Linked DNA regions of Mus musculus: regions 1, 2 and 3 are each linked to region 4. A link is a contact called in public promoter capture Hi-C data. All regions are on one chromosome and are shown on one strand. Each heading gives the region's core, a stretch centred on a gene start, on an enhancer-like site or on the middle of the called end of the contact. The rest is flanking DNA. Distances are from core to core; before and after follow the strand shown. Region 1 holds the start of Kdelr1 (KDEL (Lys-Asp-Glu-Leu) endoplasmic reticulum protein retention receptor 1). Region 2 holds the start of Bcl2l12 (BCL2-like 12 (proline rich)). Region 3 holds the start of Lmtk3 (lemur tyrosine kinase 3). Region 4 holds the start of Gys1 (glycogen synthase 1, muscle).

Region 1 (2,700 bases), core at 21-2,520, 440 kb after region 4:
CAGACTCTGGCACCATTTTCTGTGACCTAGGGGTTAGATCCCAGCCATCCTCCCTCCAAACCAGGGGTCCAGAATCCCTGGATTCCAAGTTGTGGATCTTCTATTTCAGATTTGGGGTCCAATGCCTGGCCCTGTTCTCTCAGAAGCAGGAATTTAGATAACAGCCCTCCTTTCGAAGACCACAGATTCTCCCTTAGTCCTTCTCGATCATACCTGGGGGCCAGGTCTTGAGCAAGTTCCTCACTGAGGGACCACTTGATGAGTGAGGGACTAGTCTCTCACAGCTCTGAGTACACAATTCCCTGGAGGAAAACTGCTTCCTTTGTCACAGACACAGTAATCCTAAACTATAACCCTACTTTTGAGGTTCTGAGGTCCCATAAAGTCACCTGTCCATCTTGCCTCTGGTAGGACAGTCCTTAGTATCTAACATTGGGAGGAGTGTGCTTCAGGATTCCCGGGTCCCTGAGAATGGAAGTTGGAGGTGGAGAAAGAGAGGTGGAGGAGGGGAAGAGAGAGGGAGAATATGAATGTGTAGAGGCGCTGGGACCTAGGCCTGTAGCAGTCGATTGGAGCCCTGCTTCTCGTGCCCTAAGACCTGGGAAGACTCGGGTCATGACAGTTTCTGAAAGAGCCAGGACCTGGCATTTTGGGTCTTAGAAGGAGGATGGAGTTATGGGTGTAGATTCCCAGGTCAGAATGTTGAGCAATAAAGTAATTGTTGGGGATAGGATTGTAGAGGCGGTAGGCTCAGTCAGGATCCCCGAGTGTGTGGCAGTGGGGCCTGGGTTTTCTAACTGAATTGGGACTAGAGATCACAGACAAAGCTAGAAGTCTACCCTCTTAATCTCCAGGATTCTTGTTGTTGTTACTATTAGTATTAATAATTTGTGCAGGAATAGACTGTCACTGTGGAGCCCTAGGCCTGGAACTGGGGGGTCCCTCTGCTTCATCCTCCCAGTACTAAGATTACAGGCTACACCATCACCCAACACAGCACTAGGATCTTTAGATTCAGAACTCAAACTTCAGGATTCCTGTTTAAGGGCAGAGGTTAGACGAACTCTCTACAGTTCCTTACTAAAGAGAAGGCACCTGGGAATGTGGGACCCTAAAGACCCTTCCATCAGTTAGTAGGCTTATTCGATACGACTCTGCAAAGCAGGTTGCAGGCGCCAGAGGGCGCCAGACAGTCAACCCGCCCTTGGGGTGGCGCTACAGCTCAGACTCCTCCCTTCCCACCTCGGCCCTCCTCCCTTTTCTCCCAGCCAGCTTTACCACCAGCTCCGGCCTCGGCTCACCTTCCAGAGCCCCTTCCCCGGAGCTGAGCTACCGAAGGGCTTCTCTCCCGCCCTCAACCCAGCAGCACCGCAGCTCCGGGGCAGCCCGGCCGGCCAGCCTCCCCCCCCACCCAGCTCAGCCCTGCCCGAGTCCCCCAGTCATGAACCTCTTCCGATTCCTGGGAGACCTCTCCCACCTCCTAGCTATCATCTTGTTACTGCTCAAAATCTGGAAGTCCCGATCGTGTGCGGGTGAGAGGCCCCCCCGCGGAGAGGGGGCGGGAGCGGGCCGCTCTGGGGCACCGGGAAGGCTGGAGCTCGGCAGGTCAGAGTCCTCCCGGACTGCCTGCTGGGGATCACTTTTCTAGTTCTAGGGTCACCAGGGGGTCAGCTCCTTTCCCTAGACTAAGGGGTACACATAGTTTGGTGGGGGTGGCTTCGGGCGTTCAGTTCAACCTTCTGCAGCACCCTTTGGGACAGCTCTGGGTGTTCCGGGGCTGGGAACCAGGAGCCATGGCAGGCGGGGAGGTGGCTGGGAGTTGGTGACGTGGACTGTGGAAGGCCAGGAAGGGAGCGGGAGGAAGGTGACCGACTGGGAGGCTGAAGTCAGGCAGGGCTCTCCCTAGGTCCCAGTGTAGGTCTAGACTGTCAGGAGGACCTGAGGGAGACAGAAGGACCGGCGAGGCCTAGCCTGGGATAGAGCCTCGGTCTCTAGTATTTTTGGAGCCGGCTGCCCCCTGCCTGTGGATGGTGGAAAAAGGGCCGAGCTCAGGCTTAAAGGCCTTGGGGAATCGCTGTGGTCTAGAGCTCCAGCCGGCTGGCCCAGGCGCTGCATGTTAGTTTATTATTGCCCCAAGTAGCCCACCTCCAGCTCCCTCCACCCTGCCCTTCGTTCTCTGTCTCAACCAGGCATTTCAGGGAAGAGCCAAGTCCTGTTTGCTGTGGTGTTCACTGCCCGATATCTGGACCTGTTCACCAACTACATTTCACTCTACAACACCTGCATGAAGGTAGAGTTGCAGTCAGCCCCCTGTGGCAGGGTTCCAGGCCAGGGATCAGGGAGGAGTCACCAAAGAGGCTTGGGCCTAGACATATGGTCTGAGGGAGGTGGCTGGGGAACATGATTTCTCTCTCCCTCACCGTGACCTGAGGCCCTACCTGTGAGCTGAGATGCCCTGTTACCCTCTTATCAGGTGGTCTACATAGCTTGTTCCTTTACCACGGTGTGGATGATCTACAGCAAGTTCAAAGCTACTTATGATGGCAACCACGACACTTTCCGGGTGGAGTTCCTCGTCGTTCCTACTGCTATTTTGGCTTTCCTGGTCAACCATGACTTCACCCCTCTGGAGGTAGGTTTCTGCTGGGCCTGTGTGGTGGTTGGGTAGAGGCAGAGTATCTGACAGGAGGCCCTGTCAGG
Region 2 (2,700 bases), core at 157-2,656, 440 kb before region 4:
TGCTGAGGAGACTTCCTCTCAAAGCTGTAAGGGTCCTGGCCCCCATGTCTCAGGATACCCCTCCATCGGGACACGTCCCACCTCAGCGCTGTGTGGCTCTTGGGCCCCCAGTCTCAGGCATCCCTTGCACTGGGACCCCTTCTCCCTTCAGAGCTGCATGCTTCCCGGGCTTTGGAGCCCCAGGGTACCTCCTATCCAAGCACAAACACTTACACTTACCCGCTAGAAAGAGGTGTGACAAAGACTTGAAATGGTTATGGCTTGTGCTGAAGCTGAACCGTGTTGACTTTATAATGGGTCCTGTCTGGATTTTTTGGAACCAAAACTCCTAGCCCTGAAAGTTTCACAAGTGACCTGAATAAATCTCTTACCAGGCTCGGAACCATAGCAGGGGCGGAGGGGAAGGAAGTGGGGCCTAGAGGACTCCGTGGGGGGAGCTCCTCTCCCCAGGGGACAAGGGAGGCATCTTCGGAGGCGGCTCAGGAAATCTGTTGTCTCCTCTTGGGCAGGACTCCTAGGGACAAGAACCTCGGAGTTATCCCGAAGGGGTCTGGGCAAGTGATCCCTTCATCCTTTCATGGAAGATCACTCTTGAAACTCAGCCCAGGCACATGGAGTTAGGTCTGATGGGAGTAGATAGGTTTGGACCACAAGACTCAGGAAGATCTTCCCATCAAAGGCTGACGCTGGGGGAGTGGAACTCACCTGGGTGGAGTTGGGACAGGGGACCCAGCGACTTCACCGCGCTTAAGGAAGGCCGTCAGAACCTTCAGTGTGTCCTCTCGGAGACCCAACTCTTCAGAGCCGGCCATGGGGGTACCTGAGGCAGAAGACAGAGGATGCACCCAAGTGCAGGGATAACTCAAACTTCTGAATCACTGAATGAAGAGGGCGCCTAACTCCAAGGAAAAGGTGGTTTTTAAGGGCCAGTGGGGCAGTTGATTCAGTTGAGGAGAAACGGTCTGAATTACTGAGTCTAAGAAAGGAGGTAAATGAGTGCTTGAACTCTTGCAGGAAGGAGCGGGAAGGGGGTTTGGAGTTCCCTCTCAGCTAGCAGCGCCAAAGAAGGCTCGAAGACCGTAGAGAATAGGGAACTACTAATCCTAGTATGCTTTGCGGCAAACGCTGGTCCGATTTCCCCACTTTTCACCGAGCAGTCTGCTGGGAGATGTAGTTCCAATTTTACCTCTGGCGTGCACCGGGAGACCCCGGGTGCTTGGAAGTCACAGCTTGGCAGGACTGGCTGTGGCCTTTCCTGCAACCCTGTCCCCTCCCTGGCACCCAGCTCACCTGGCTCGCGGTTGTGTCCCCGTCGCACTGGCGTACACGCTTTCTCACAATTTCTACAAACTTTTACTTCGGAAGTTCAACTTTCCCACGCCTGCGCACTGGGCCGACACGGCAACCGCCCCAACGTCGAAGGGGTGGAGCCTTCTTTTGCGGTCATTTGCATATGGCGTTCCCAGCATGCCTGTAGGCGGAAGGCCAAAAAAGGGCATTTGAGGGAGTTAGGCCTGCTAAGCCGAAGTGCGCTCCGGGATTTCTTGACTTTATTTCGTCAATGTTGAGAAAAACTTTTTATATCTCAAAATATCGTTAGAAAAGGAAGTCCCAGCGCTCGGAGGCTTAGCTGACAAAGAAGGGGGTTGCGTGGCTGCGAGTCTCAGAACTACTGTTTGGGAGCCCCAAAACCACTGCTGGCACCCGCGCCGCACGGGCGCCCAATTCCTCCCCTGGTAGGTAACGCGGAAGAGCCGGGAGGGTGGCGGCCTCAGGGCGCAGGATCGGGCAAACCTGTCGCTCAGAAGCTCGGCTACCGAAAAGCAGAATGGCCACGCGTTGTAGACGGAAGCCTGCAGTCTCAGCATCCAGGCTGGAGGCAGTAAAGATTGCTGTAAGTTCAAGGCCAGTGAGCTCCAGGCCAGGCTGGACGACAGAATGAGCGCCAGACCAACATGGGTTAAGCGATTTGAAGACCAGCCTGAGCTACTGAATAAGTTTGAGGGTAGCCTGGGTTACAGAGTGCATTCGAGGCCAGCCAGGGCCACAGAGTGAGTTGAAGACCAGCCTTGGCTACATAGCAAGTTCAAGGACAGCCTATGCTACATACTAAGACCCTGTCTCAAACATCCGTAAAAACAATATAGGAACAAAAAACAAAAAAACAGAAGAAGCGACAGCACCTGGGAAAAGACTCTGGAAATGAGTAAGGGTTTTCTGCAAGGGTGAGGCGGTTGTGAGAGCAGTTAGGATCCTTTAAAGACGAGGGAAAGAGGACTCCACTCTTGAAATAGGGTGCCAGCTTTGGATAATAGGAGTTTACATTTAGAAAAGGGAAGGAACCTATGGGTAGAGTTCATATAGAAGACTCTGGGGGGTAGGAGAGGCGGTCCCGTTGGATTTGGAAAGGTGGGAAGGAGTTTCCCGTTTGTACACAATGGTGAAGGAAGACCTGTGTTGTGGCGGGTCGGAGAGGTTTGAGTGCATTTGCCCCGTGACAGACAGGCTCAGGAACTGTCCTGTGGTGCGCAGGCTAGAGCATGGAAACCCCGAAACCGCGGATTTTGCCCTGGCTGGTGTCACAGCTGGACCTGGGGCAGCTGGAAGGCGTGGCCTGGCTGGACGAGAGCCGAACGAGGTTCAGGATCCCGTGGAAGCATGGCCTACGGCAGGACGCACAGATGGCTGACTTTGGCATCT
Region 3 (2,700 bases), core at 1-2,500, 350 kb after region 4:
GGTTCCAGCCTTACCTCTGCCTATCCCCTGTTCTGTGCATGGGGCAGGTGACTGCCCCTCTCTGTGCCTCAGTTTCCTTACCTATACATTGGGCATGAAAAAAGAACCTGTCTTGGGGGCTGTTGTAATGATTGGAAGGTAATACTGTAAATCTTGGGAAACGCCTGGCGCAGAGTAAATCCTGCCAAGAATAAATACATGAAATAAACTACGCTTATGCATCTTTTGTGCCCATGTGTGTTGATGTCTGTGGTGTGAGACTGCAGTGGATAAGGAGTCCTCATAATCACGTCTAAAGAGTGTGTCCATTCATGCTGTCTATTTAGGTAGGTGGTGTGCCTTTGTGTGTAATACGTGTGCACAGGGCATGTTTGTACCCGTTCTATATTTGTGTTTTTGCATAAGCTATGTAGCTCTGCATGTATGAACCGTGTGTTCCCGTGTGCATGTATGTGATATGCATTTGTCCCTGAAGGTGAGCAATGTGCAAACCCCGTGCCTGCATACATGCATGTGTTGTTTCTGTATGCTCCATATGTGACTGACAAGCCTGTGTCTGTGTGCATGCAACTGGCTTTACGTGTTTGAGTTAGTGATTTCTGTGTGTTCTTTGTTGCCTGTGTGGAATATCAGTTTATGACAGCATGCCTCCTCATGTCCCAAAGGGTCTGAATGGATCTTTGTGATACCTCCCTATGTTTGGAGCTCTGTGTTGTATGTGTGCGTGTGCGTGTGTGTTCATGTGATGCTGGGTATTCCTGTGTGGCTGGGTGAATCTGTACCAACCAGAGTCTGGACTGCCTATGCATTCTCAGTGTGGTCTGTCCCTGTGTCTTTGTGTGTGACGTGTCCTTGTCTCCGTTTGCTGATGGCTGTCCACCTTTGTATGAGAGGCGCTTGTGAAGGTTCCTGTGACATGTCTCAGCTGTGTGTGGGCTGCGTGGGCTTGCTATCTGCATCTTAGCATGTAGCACACGTGTGGGCACCAGTGTTGTGTCACAGTGGTGTCAGGGCCACGCACTGTGGACCCTGCCCCCCTCCAAGGGTCTGTTGGTCTCTGTCTGTCCCTCCTCCCCCTCCCTATTCTCCCCTCCCGCCTGGCAGCCAATGCAACCGGGAACCAGTTGCCATGACAACGCTCCCTCCTTCCTCCTCCCACCCTTCCTCTGACAGGCTCTCTGCTCCCCCAATCCCGATTGTCCTCGGGGGCGGGGCCCTCGTTCTCTCCCCCCCCCATCTTCCCCTCCCCCCTACCCCAGCAACCCCGGCTCCCCAGCTCCTCTCCTCCGTCCGCCTCTCCATCCCTTCATCCGTCTGTCCTTTCGAGGAGGGGGAGGGGGGTATCAGAACCAGTAAGCAACCCCTCCCTCCCCCTGTCCTGCATCTCCCGCCCCTCTCCTGGGCTGAGGGAGGCCAGGGTTGAGCGGGTCCCCATGGCTGGGGGCTGAGGGCCCGCCCCCCCTCCTCCCCAGCCGCCGATTCCTCCACCTCCCTTCCATCCTGGACAAGATGCCTGCACCCGGCGCACTCATCCTCCTGGCGGCCGTCTCCGCCTCCGGCTGCCTGGCGTCCCCAGCGCACCCGGGTGAGTATGTCCAGCCGTCCGCGGCCCGCGCCCCACCCCCACCGGGTCCGCCCGGCACCTGTGCGCAGTCCCTGGGGACCAACGGGTCTGCAGGGCCAGGGAGACCAGCCAGGGCGGGTGGGGAGTGGGCTGCGGGCCGAGTGCGTGCTTGTGAGCGTGCATGTGAGCTCATGTGCACGCGAGTGCACACGGGTGCGCGGGGAGATGGAAGGCCGCGGCCTTTGGGAAAGAGAGAGACCCTATTTCTAAGGGGAACACAGCTGAGGCTTTGCAGAGACCCCTCCCTCAGGTCTGAGGCTGAGGCTAGAGAACAAGTCTGTGTTCCCTGTGTCTTTAAAAGAAACAGTTCTCAGTCACCCTTCAGGCGTGGGGTGGGCAGTGCGTTCAGCTCGGGGCAAATATCTGCCAACAGCCTGCTATTGGGGGAATGATGGTCATGAAGCTGTCTATGGTAGCATATTGTAAATTCTCAGAGCTCCAGGCCTCACTATTGCTGGTCACTGGAATGTATCCGGGTTACGGGATGCGTTTGGGGTGGGGGGTGGGTCCCAGTTTGAAACGATAGGAGGGACCCCACCCCCAACCACCTGGGAAGACCTTAAACTACAACTCCCACAATACGTTAGACCACCTGGCTCCCCTGCCAAGGAGCCCCTGGATTCGGAGCATCATGGGGGTTGTAGTCCAAGACTAGCCTAGGATGGGAGGGGCATGAGTCCGGTAGCCAGTGTCTTGAAGCCCAGACCCCAGCCTAGCCTTATGCCCACAGATGGATTCGCTCTGAGCCGGGCCCCTTTGGCTCCGCCCTACGCTGTGGTCCTCATTTCCTGTTCGGGTCTGCTGGCCTTCATCTTTCTCCTCCTTACCTGTCTGTGTTGCAAACGGGGTGATGTTCGTTTCAAGGTGAGGTGCCCTAGGACTAACCTGGGAGAAAGACCCCAGGCAGCAAAGAGACTGGAGGTCCCAGAGCACTCCCAAGACCTACGGCTTTGGGATGCGCACACTAGCGGAAATTGGGCTGGGATTTGAGGGACAGGTCTGTGGACTGAAGGGAGGCAATTAGGGCAGGATGGCGGCATCTCAGCACCCTCCTCCCGATGCTCCCATTCTTCACC
Region 4 (2,700 bases), core at 126-2,625:
CTAGTCACTCATTCACAGAGAAATCTGAGTGTCTACATGACTCTTCCATCAGACCCAGGATTCTTTCTGTTGTTGTTTCTCTGTGTAACCCTTGGCTGTCCTGGAACTGGCTCTGTAGACCAGGCTATCCTCAGACTCACAGAGATCCACCTGCCTCTGCCTCCCAAGTGCAGGCTTTCACTACCATGCCTGACATCTAGGATTCTGAATACATTGTTGCCTTCTCTACTAGCTTCTAAAGCCACAATGAAGCTCCTTCCTCAGTGGTCAATACACTTCCTCCACATCCAGGAGTCCAGGTCCAGCCCTCTTCTATTAGGCCCAGGCACCCTCCCTAGCCCTCCTCCTCCTCCAAACCAGGCCTCATCCACTGTGATCGTCCCTCCGATCTAGGGATTCAGGCTCTAGCCTGCCTACCTCAAACACAAAGGTGCACACACCAGCCTGCTTCCCTCAGACCCTGGTATCCTCTCCTCCCAACACTTCCCACAGATCCATGTGTCCTCCCAAGCCCTCCTTGGCGACTTCCTCAGCCCCCTTCCGTCAGATTCATGCATTCTCCTCTGCTCTCTTCCTTTAGACACATGCATTCTCCTCTGTATCCATTGCTCAGACTCGGTGTCCTCAGCATCCTCCCTCTGACTCGGGAGTACTCCCCAGACCTCCTCCGTCAAACCAGGCATCTTCCTTATCACTCCTCCCTCAGATACAAGAGTCCTCTCCAGCTCCCTCCTTCAGACTCTCTAAGAAGGGTCATTGTCGGTCCTCCACATGCACCCAACACTTACCACGGTTGCCATGATGCACACCAACCGCCAATGCCTCAGCGGAAACGGAAATCGGCTAGGAGCGCGGTCTTTATCCTCTCTAGGCTCCCGGTCATCCAGTCATCTCTATGGCCCATAAGATATATAAAATTCCTGTAGGGGGCGTACACTAGGCCGCGCCCAGCCCGCGAGGCTAAATTGGAAAGCCGGTGTTCTGAATCCCGGGTGGGTTCCTGACGTCTCTTGCTCCTCCTCCTCTTACCTAGCCTCCTCCCCCCTCCTTCCCCCCCGCCCTGCAACTGCTAAGTCCGATTGCAAAATTCTGAGCACATTTTGTAGCAACCACACGTCCTCCACGATCCCTTCCCTCTCTGTCCAACCTTCCTCACCAAATTGGGCCTACAGCTGAGATTGACAGCTCTGTTCACCAATCACTTCCATGCTGCGTAGAAACAAGCCCCGCCCCCGCAGCTCCCCAGGAGCCTCTGGCCAAGGAAACTGGATTCTATCCGCCAATAAGTAGACGCAATAGCCCCCGCCCCCCAGCCGCCGACCAATCGTGCTAGACCAGCAGGGTGGGCAGTGCCTCCTGGCGGCCACGAGGCTTCACTGCAGCTGCCCGCCCGATTCAGTGTCTCAGCTCACCCTACCTGAGTCGGAGCGCTCTGGGGCGGGGGTGCGGTCGTGCAATAGGAAGCGGAGCGCCTTGCAAGCTTCCCCTGGGACACCCGCTAACTCTACCGGTCACCAAGTCTGCTGCGTTCCCAGCCGATCTCTCTGGTTTCCAGTTTTGGTGCTCGAAGTCCCCTGCCCGCAGTAGCCATGCCTCTCAGCCGCAGTCTCTCTGTGTCCTCGCTTCCAGGATTGGAAGACTGGGAGGATGAATTCGACCCCGAGAACGCAGTGCTTTTCGAGGTGGCCTGGGAGGTGGCCAACAAGGGTGAGAACGTCAGCGTTGGTCCCTTGACCAAGAAGGGCAGGCGAGGATGGGGCCCCGAAACTCCGTTTCAGACGGGAAAAGAGTTACGTGGAGGAGTCTTGGGTCCTGGGAAAAGCGCCTGTGACTTCTGTGTCCTTGTGAAGGGGCTGGAGTAGGCGTCCTAGGCCCTGGGGGGAAGGGACAAGAGACTACTCTTAAGATGGAAGGAGGCTTCAGGTTCTGCAATCTAGGGAAGAGGGCACTCAGAGAAAGATTCCTGGGTCTTGAAGGGAGGTTTTCGAGGGCCGAGAGACCTGAGATCTAAAAGTGGAAGGAGTTAGTGCATCTAAGCCCAAGGAACACTGGAGCTTTTGGGTCTGTGGTCCAGAGGACGTGACTGTGGAGTTGGGGTGTTCCTAAAGGTTGGGATTCATGGATTTTTCAGGGGGCATAGCGGACCTGAACCAGTGTAAAGCCAAGAGGGGCTTGGAGACTCAAATTCTTAGATACAAGGTGGGAAAGAGTTGGGAACTTGAATGTCGAGTTTGAAGGAGCCCAGGGCCTAAGTCCTGGCTTCCTATGTAGTGAGGTGCCTCCCTCCCTGTGGACTGGGAAAGCTGGAAGTCCTAAGTTGGTCAGGAGCTGGGCCCTAGGATGGGAGGAACCCACCCACAGTATGTATGGGAGATCACTAGCTTCTCGCTCATGAGAAGGCTGGGCTGGGAATCCCAGCAGCTGGGCCTTGTGGATCTGAACATTTCCTTTTCTGGATCCTGGGGAGAAAGAGACTAGGTCTCTCAGCATGTTGGGAGATGGCAGACTCAATGCTGTGTACTACCAGGGTACCAGTTTCAGGTGAGAAGGCTGAGGACCCAGATTCCTAAATCTGAGGTGGGGTCACAGGAGGAGCAGGGCCCAGCAGTCCCTGTGTCCCAGCCCAGGGCTAGCATCGTTAGGGGCCCTGAAGGTGTGGAATAATAAGTCAAGCTTCCCTCAGGTAACTGGGTAGCTGGA

What was found. Promoter capture Hi-C pulls out the DNA fragments that hold promoters and counts their contacts. Capture Hi-C pulls out chosen DNA fragments and counts their contacts.
Region 1: a contact with region 4 is called in a promoter capture Hi-C map of adipose tissue. The contact joins the promoter of Kdelr1 here to the promoter of Gys1 in region 4. A contact is called at or near these places in 1 of 39 promoter capture datasets (neural stem cells), 1 of 115 datasets of contacts at active chromatin or transcription factors (astrocytes) and 2 of 9 other capture datasets (adipose tissue and pancreatic islet).
Region 2: a contact with region 4 is called in a promoter capture Hi-C map of liver. The contact joins the promoter of Bcl2l12 here to the promoter of Gys1 in region 4. A contact is called at or near these places in 5 of 39 promoter capture datasets (cranial neural crest, liver, neural stem cells and 1 more), 4 of 484 Hi-C or Micro-C datasets (B cells, CD8 T cells, bone marrow-derived macrophages and 1 more), 7 of 115 datasets of contacts at active chromatin or transcription factors (Th17 cells, astrocytes, bone marrow-derived macrophages and 4 more) and 3 of 9 other capture datasets (adipose tissue, liver and macrophages).
Region 3: a contact with region 4 is called in a promoter capture Hi-C map of neural stem cells. The contact joins the promoter of Lmtk3 here to the promoter of Gys1 in region 4. A contact is called at or near these places in 1 of 39 promoter capture datasets (neural stem cells) and 1 of 9 other capture datasets (adipose tissue).

The regions. Positions count from the first base shown.
Region 1 is chr7:45,871,570-45,874,269 of GRCm38.p6, forward strand. Kdelr1 (KDEL (Lys-Asp-Glu-Leu) endoplasmic reticulum protein retention receptor 1) reads left to right here and starts at 1,271. Exons shown (of 5, transcript NM_133950.2): 1 at 1,271-1,532; 2 at 2,190-2,290; 3 at 2,474-2,632. The coding sequence starts at 1,442.
Region 2 is chr7:44,996,173-44,998,872 of GRCm38.p6, forward strand. It overlaps Bcl2l12 (BCL2-like 12 (proline rich)), which reads right to left and starts at 1,407. Exons shown (of 7, transcript NM_029410.3): 1 at 1,291-1,407; 2 at 706-820; 3 at 372-514. The coding sequence starts at 812. Irf3 (interferon regulatory factor 3) reads left to right here and starts at 1,476. Exons shown (of 8, transcript NM_016849.4): 1 at 1,476-1,736; 2 at 2,533-2,700. The coding sequence starts at 2,541.
Region 3 is chr7:45,784,097-45,786,796 of GRCm38.p6, forward strand. It overlaps Lmtk3 (lemur tyrosine kinase 3), which reads left to right and starts at 1,251. Exons shown (of 15, transcript NM_001290990.2): 1 at 1,251-1,585; 2 at 2,355-2,488. The coding sequence starts at 1,510. Gm5897 (predicted gene 5897) reads right to left here and starts at 371. Exons shown (of 2, transcript NR_153811.1): 1 at 1-371.
Region 4 is chr7:45,433,464-45,436,163 of GRCm38.p6, forward strand. It overlaps Gys1 (glycogen synthase 1, muscle), which reads left to right and starts at 1,376. Exons shown (of 16, transcript NM_030678.3): 1 at 1,376-1,707. The coding sequence starts at 1,590. Ruvbl2 (RuvB-like protein 2) reads right to left here and starts at 1,001. Exons shown (of 15, transcript NM_011304.3): 1 at 789-1,001. The coding sequence starts at 800.